2 separate regions of the Mus musculus genome follow, and region 1 is linked to region 2. A link is a contact called in public promoter capture Hi-C data. All regions are on one chromosome and are shown on one strand. Each heading gives the region's core, a stretch centred on a gene start, on an enhancer-like site or on the middle of the called end of the contact. The rest is flanking DNA. Distances are from core to core; before and after follow the strand shown. Region 1 holds the start of P4ha3 (procollagen-proline, 2-oxoglutarate 4-dioxygenase (proline 4-hydroxylase), alpha polypeptide III). Region 2 overlaps Gm34877 (a long non-coding RNA gene).

What was found. Promoter capture Hi-C pulls out the DNA fragments that hold promoters and counts their contacts.
Region 1: a contact with region 2 is called in a promoter capture Hi-C map of macrophages, with 5 read pairs. The contact joins the promoter of P4ha3 here to the enhancer-like site in region 2. A contact is called at or near these places in 1 of 39 promoter capture datasets (macrophages), 1 of 15 datasets of contacts at CTCF or cohesin (large pre-B cells), 3 of 484 Hi-C or Micro-C datasets (the Ba/F3 cell line, bone marrow-derived macrophages and nephron progenitors) and 1 of 9 other capture datasets (adipose tissue).

What each region holds. Positions count from the first base shown.
Region 1 is chr7:100,283,633-100,287,442 of GRCm38.p6, forward strand. P4ha3 (procollagen-proline, 2-oxoglutarate 4-dioxygenase (proline 4-hydroxylase), alpha polypeptide III) reads left to right here and starts at 1,888. Exons shown (of 13, transcript NM_177161.4): 1 at 1,888-2,094. The coding sequence starts at 1,901.
Region 2 is chr7:100,206,234-100,209,854 of GRCm38.p6, forward strand. All of the region lies in intron 1 of Gm34877 (a long non-coding RNA gene), which reads right to left. Among named protein-coding and RNA genes, the nearest start is that of Gm45994, 15 kb to the left of the region's middle. Within about 2 kb of position 1,843, at least 26 of the 459 cell types and tissues checked have an H3K27ac peak or open chromatin away from gene starts, as enhancers often do. A contact at or near this core is called in adipose tissue, bone marrow-derived macrophages and macrophages, where this site is marked.

The sequences.
Region 1 (3,810 bases), core at 638-3,137, 77 kb after region 2:
GAACAAATTTCAATCCTTTCCAGATTCTTCTAAACTGTAGGAAAGGAGGGAACAATTCCCACTGTGATCTCTGAAATTAGTTTTACATTGATATAAAGACCAGACAAAAATAATTCGAGAAAACTATGGGCTACCTTCTCTTATAATAAAGATACAAAAATGTTACAACAAAATATCAACAAACAAAATCCAGCAACATATTAATGTGAATGTGCATTGTGACCTAAGAGGATTTACATTAGGCATTTGAGGTTGGTTTAACATACAATAATTTATGTAACACCCTATATGGACGTGGATGGGGAAAACTCAGCTCAGGCCTTCAGTAAGAGCAGTGTGTATGCACTCTTAGCTGCTGGCCTTCTCACCCGCCCAAGTTTCCTATTGCTTAGACAAGTTATCACAAACTCTGGGGCTTATAATAACCCAGATTTTTTTATCCTACTGCCTCAGAATTCAGAAGTCTGAACCGATGTATTAGACTTTTTCAGCACTGTGACCAGATATCTGACAGACACACTGTAACAGAGAAAAGATTTCTTTGACTCCTGGAGCCCATCATGAAAAGGAAGGTGTGTTGGCAGGTCTTGCCCCGTCTGGTGGCTAGCATATGTGGCCGGTGCTCACATCCAGCAGACAGAAACCTGATGGCTCTGGCCAGCAGTGAAGCCTTAGTGAACCTAGTGGAGTATGTAAGCCCTACTTCCCCAAAGCTCCATAGCTTGGTTTTTACCAAGTATTCAAGAGGATGAAACTGTGAGGTTCATTTCAAATTCAAACCGTAACGAATAGGTGTCACGAGATAAAATCAAGGTATTGGCAGATCTGTTCTTCCTGCAGACTAGGAAAGATCTGTCCCCCAGCCTTCTCAACCTTCTAGAAGCTACCTACAACCTGTTACTCACAGACCGTTTATCCATTTTCAAAGTCGCAACACAGCATCATCAAGTCTCTGATTTGGCTGTTATTGTCCTGTATCTTTCTTTGCCGTTTGTTTGTTTGTTTTTCGAGACAGGGTTTCTCTGCCTCCCAAGTGCTGGGATTAAAGGCGTGGGCCACCACCGCCCGGCTTTTTCTTTGCCTTTTTAAAAGGACCTTGGCAACTGCGTTGAGCTCACCAGGATAATCCAGGATGGCCTAAAGTCAAGATACTGTTAGAACTACACACATTGACTCTGTGAAGCTCTCTCCCCATCAAAGCATGCCAGGGGAAGCCCCTCTTTGGGGATGAGGTCCTCACCCATTGCACACAGCCTGTGGTTGCCCATTTTGTGTTTTTATGGTGGTTTACATTTCCATTTCCCTTTATGAGCAGCGGGCTGCATCTGCACCTACTATAGCACAGATGTTACTGAACACTTAAATGAATGAGTAAATGAATAAACATTGCTGGGCAAAAGGGATAGCGGGGTGAAAGAAACAAGCAGCCTAGTAGAATATAATGATGGTATTTTTGTGTGACTCTGTAGTGACTCGATCCTAGAGTTTCAGCTTCTGTAAGTCCTAGCCATCTTTCAAGATCACCTGAGGTCCTGTCCTCTGTGAAGACTTTACCCCTCTGCCCCAGCCACCTGCACTTCTGTCACCATGCTGTGTCACCCTTTGGAGTTCCCCTCATAATCCAGAGGTTTTTGTGTCCTCCCCTGTCCCACAGGAGGAATTTGGATGATGGCTCAGCACGGCTGTAACTAGAGAAATCACTGCTCACCCGCGCTCGCCTCAGTTCCCCCAAATGTGACAGGCACGGTGGAATCAGTGTGGAGTTAGCGGCGGGCCAGGCACTAAGGAATTCAGTGCTGAGGGGACGGAGGCGGCCAAGGGCGGGCGACGGAAGGCTGCGGGCGGGCGGGCGGGCCGGGGCGGCGCCGGGCGAGAGCGCGGAGGGACGCGCGACCCTGCGATGGGCCCAGGGGCGCGGCTGGCTCTGCTGGCGCTGCTGGCGCTCGGGGGAGACCCCGCGGCGGCCACGGGGCGGGAGGACACGTTCTCCGCGCTGACCAGCGTGGCGCGCGCCCTGGCGCCCGAGCGCAGGCTGCTGGGGACACTGAGGCGCTACCTGCGCGGCGAGGAGGCGCGGCTGCGCGACTTGACCAGGTGAGGGCGTCTCCAGGGAGCCGGGATGCTCAGCGACTGAGGGTGAGGAGTAACTGAGGCCCAAAGTGACTTCCAGACCCAACTGTCATGTGGTGGGGACCCTGAGACACTTTGAAGGGGAATGAGGAGTTCTGTGTCACTCTCTCTCTCTCTCTCTCTCTCTCTCTCTCTCTCCCTCTCTCTCACTCTCTGTGTCTGTCTGTCTGTCTGTCTGTGTCTGTCTCTTTGTCTCTGTGCCTGTCTCTCTGCCTCTTTGTGTGTGTGTCTCTGTCTCTCTGTTCCGGTCTCTGTCTCTCTCTGTGTCTATGTGTCTGTATGTATGTGTGTTTGTCCGTGTCTCTGTCTCTTTCTGTTTCTCTGTCTCTCCCTGTCTCTCTGTCTCTCACTCTCTGTCTCTGTCACACACAAACACACACCCCGGGGTGTGACACCACCCCCCATCCACCTTCACATGTCCAAGTTGATACACTGTGAAAAAGTGTAGGTAGCATGGAGATTCTAGAGTCCAGTTGGATCTCACAAATACTGTGTCAAGCAGCAAATGACCTTGGACTTCTTGTCAAGTTACTGCTGACACAGTAGAATGCTGTGGTGACCATTATAGCTCTTATTTCTTTTTCCATGGGTAAAAGTTCTCTGAATGTAAGTAGTAGCTGAGAGGTTGTATGTATGTGAAAATGTCTGACTCCAAAGAAAACACTGTGAAAAACTACTTCACACGGGGTAATACTGGGAGTAGTGTGCACAAACACACAGCCAACATTATTTTTTATGCAGTCAGCAAAGTAGAGTTAGATCCTGGAAGGTAAACTGTTGTAAAGTGTGGGACTTAGAGCACTAATCAGTGTCCAAGATGAAAAAGGAATGCTTGCATATGATACCAACATGTCTTGTGCCTTCTTTGCTTTGGACACTGAGAAGCCCACGGACTATAAGGCACAGTTGTTTCCACATAAATCCAATTGATCTTACAAACTTGTCTAGACAGAGCAGAAGCACATCATTTGATTTCCAGTAACTTTAAATTTCAAATCCATTCCCATGCCAACCCGCCCTGCTCCACTCCCACAAATGTTTATAAGAAATGGTCATGAAGGACAGCCAGTTTCGTAAGGGTTGGCTTAATCCTGCAGTCTGCTCTTCAAATGCCATTGGTGGCAACTGATGGCTTGTAGTTAGACACGCATTTGTTTGAGTTGCAGTATCAAATTGGTTTGTTAAAAAAAAAAAACCTGCAGATTACATTCTTACACTAAGAAAAACAGGCTGTAAGCAGGAGACAAGTTTAGGAAAAGCTAATAAAAGACACCTGTCTATACTAAAAAAAAGGAGGAGGAGGAGGAGAAAAAAGGGAAGAGGAGGAAGAAGGGAAAAAGGAGAGGAGGAGGAGATGGAGGAGGAGGAAAAGAAGAGGAGGAAGAGGAGAAAGCCAATGCAGGAGAAAGTGTGTGGAACACTGTGGGTACCAAGTGACTCAGAGTCTAGATTCAGGAGCTCAACAGGTCTCTGAATTTTTGACTCTGACCGTGTTATATCTTTAAGCTTTAGTTTCCTAATCTAAACAATGATGCTTTAATGGTTATTCCCATAGGGTTCTTGGAACGATTGTGTCCAGGTAAAGTTATTTATCATTGAGCTTAACATGTAGTAAGTTACTGAAAAAATGTTAACTCCCTATGACTCTTCAAGGCTGGCTGATCAAGTAGACTCGGCGCA
Region 2 (3,621 bases), core at 593-3,092:
CACTAAGCTTACAAGGAAAGTGTGTCACCTAATGAGCCATCTTGTCCCCTGTATTCTAGATATACAACAGAAACAACCCTGCCTTGTCTACCATGAGAAGCACCTCAGAGGAACCATCAGATAAGTTACCCCCACAGAAAATAAAGGACTTCTGGTACAGGCAATGCTTGGCGGGGGTGGGAGGGGTGTTCTAGAGACAAAAACTTCATAATGTGAAAGAGAAGCTTATTTTTCACATCAGCAAGGCAGATGTCATTCCTGGAAATACAACAGTTTCACAAGGGAAATTTTTTGTTGCTGTTTGTTTTGAGAAAAGAGCCTCATCTAGCCCAGGCTGGCCTCAAACTTGTATGTAGTCAAGGATGGCTTGAGCTCCCGATCCTCCTGCCTCAATTCCTGAGGACTGGGGCTATGGACGTGTACCACTCTCAACTGTATTCTTTTGCATGCCTCGTCCTCACACATCTGTCCACTGCCACCACACCTGCCCATCTTTTCTGAGTCTGAGCCTGCAGTCACGACTAACTTCACCAGCACCGAAGGGACACACCAGCAGCTTCTGGGTTTGTCTTGACGTTTTGCCATCCGAGAGAGACTGGCCGTTTTAATTCCAATTGACCAAAGTCTCTCTTCCTCCTGGTTTGAAGTGTTCGTCCTCTTGCCATGGGTGAGGAATGATGAGATTTATGCAAGGGAATTGATGTTATAAATGAAAGGGGGTACTATTGGAAGCAGAAAGGGTGGGCTTTGCGCTGACACGATTAATGTTCACTACAGTAGTCTCAAGGTCGTTCTCCAGCTGCTGACTGAAATAGCACCATTTACAATCAGTTGTCTTCTGTCTGGGCATTGCTTCTACAAGATCATCACCCCCCACCCCACACATCTTCCCAGAGTTCCCTAGGACAGAAGGGAGGAAGGCAGAGAGGGAACCATGTGAAATCATACCATGCTGTCCTCTGAAAACTAAGGTTTGAGCCGTACATCTAGAAAAGGTAGCTCCCATTCTAGAATTGGTAGCTAGAGAGTTCCTATGCTCAACATCGGACACTGCATTCCTCTGGGCTTTGGTCAGTCTGGGCTCAAGTACCAATGTTGCTGAAGCGTAGGCCTAAGCTGTTCGATCCTGTGTATCTGCCTGCTTTGATGCCCAGTCCATAGCAGCCCTTTCTTGACTTCTTTCCAACAGTTCAACCCACACAGCTTACAGCTGGAGAGACTAGAGTCTCTAAGAGGGAGATTCTCATTCCAAATTGCAAAATAAAAAGGAGCTTGTGGCTAAACCAAGATCAGCTGCTACATTACAGGGAACCTGATTCTCCCACCATCCTTCCCTTTGTTCTGCCCATTTATGAATTGAGGGATGAACATTCCCTCAACCTCCCAGCTTTCTGCTCCTTTGTCTCTCTGGGTCACTCGCAGTGTTACTGTTCATTCGCCCTGGGCCTCTGAATCTCAAGCCTTTATCTTACTTTCTGTTGACAGGAATGAAATTCCAATACCAGAGGCGCTGTCCTACTTCTGTGAAGTTACCGATCAGCATTTCTCTGTAGCAAGGGCTCACAATTTAAGCGAGCTAGTCTTGGCTTGTACATTATTTCCAGCATGATCCTGACTAACTCCTACTTACTGCTCAGATAGTCTACAGTACTTTATTTCCAGAGGAAAACAACATTTGCTTTGGTCTGGGTCCTCAGATAGAGTCAAATGTACTTGCTGTAAATAAGTCTGCAATGTCCTACACACCCCAACAAGACATTCTCCATGCTCTATGACAACTGCCCATTTGCTCTGTCTCCTTTCTTCACATTGCTGAAATTTCTATTTCCTCTTACCACTATTTCCTCCAGGGCCAACAAAGAGCCCAGCACATGACAAACATTGCATAACTGTTTGTTGGATGAAAGACAAGGTCTTGGACTCCCTGACTTTTGGTTATTTACAGTAGTGGATCACAGTAGTACTCAAATAACAATAAAAAATGTGAAATACTTTATTAATGAGCATATAATGTGTTAAGGACTTTTTATCCTAAAATCACTGTAAAATAAACTTTCTCTGCTTCTAACCCAAAGATGGAAGAGAATATTGTAGTGTATGGAGGGAAGGGAGCACGGATGACTGAAATCCTGAATGAAGGTATATCTGTAGACATGGCAGTGCCATGGTAAGGACCCCAAAGCCTCAGTCCCGTGGAGGAATGGCAAAACATTCCCCTTCAGGGTGCAGCTCAGAGGGAAGTGGCAAAGCCTTCCTCTGGGCCATATATGGATAGTGTGTGTATGTGTGTGTGTGTATGCACGTGTACAGAAAATGTCCACATGTCCACCATTGCTTTCTTTCTCTGACCACTACCATGCTTATGGCCTGAAGACTGCTCACCTGCAGAATCTGCTCCCATCCATATTAGCTAATTTTGCCTCCCCAATCCAGCTGTACAGCATAATCCTGCCTCCTTGTTACCTACCAGCCTCCTTATTCAGCTGGGTGCAATAACCCTGCCTCCCTATTTGACTCTATATAACAAGCATACTACACTTTCAGAGTGCTTGGCTTCTCCAGCAGCTGACCCAGTTTTTCTGTGTGCCCATGTGTCCATCTGTCTGTCTTTCCTTTATTCCCTCACCACCCCAGTCAGGCCCAGTCACCTGAAGCCACACATGGATACATCATCGCAGTCTACCTACAGAGTTTTCCCACACTGTTACATATTCACAAGATTTGTGCTTCTGTCACAAGTAAGCATATGTCTTGGAATGTTAACTTCTCTATGGGAGGCTATATTCTCTACCTGCTCTTGTCCTATGTGGTACCTACATCCTGAGTAATTGTTAGCCACCATGCTAAGTTTGACTTGTATTACCTCATCTATAACCAATCTTTGTGGAAGCTGCCGCTGTTGTTTCTCTTTTGAGACAGGGTTTCTCTGTGTAGCCCTGGCTGTCCTGGAACTCACTTTCTAGACAGGGATGACCTCAAACTCAGAGATCTGCCTACTAAGTGCTGCGATTAAAGGCATGTACCACCACAGCACAACTTGGGGGTAAAAATCTATTTTTTATTACCATTTTGCAGATGGCAATAACAAGGTTCATTGTTCAAAGTCACAGAGCTATTGAGTGCTGGGGTAGGGTTCAGAACTGGCTCTTTCTCTGAGTCGCTATGCTGCTGGACTCTTTTTTTTTTTTTAGGTATTTTCCTCATTTACATTTTCAATGCTATCCCAAAGGTCCCCCATACCCACCCCCCCAATCCCCTACCCACCCACTCCCCCTTTTTGGCCCTGGCATTCCCCTGTACTGGGGCATATAAAGTTTGCAAGTCCAATGGGCCTCTCTTTGCAGTGATGGCCGACTAGGCCATCTTTTGATACATATGCAGCTAAAGACAAGAGCTCCCAGGTACTGGTTAGTTCATATTGTTGTTCCACCTATAGGGTTGCAGTTCCCTATAGCTCCTTGGGTAATTTCTCTAGCTCCTCAACTGCTGGACTCTTGTTGTTTTGTTTTGTTTTGAGACAGGGTTTCTTTGTATAGCCCTGGCTGTCCTGGAACTTACTCTGTAGACCAGGCTGGCCTCGAACTCAGAAATCCGCCTGCCTCTGCCTCCCAAGTGCTGGGA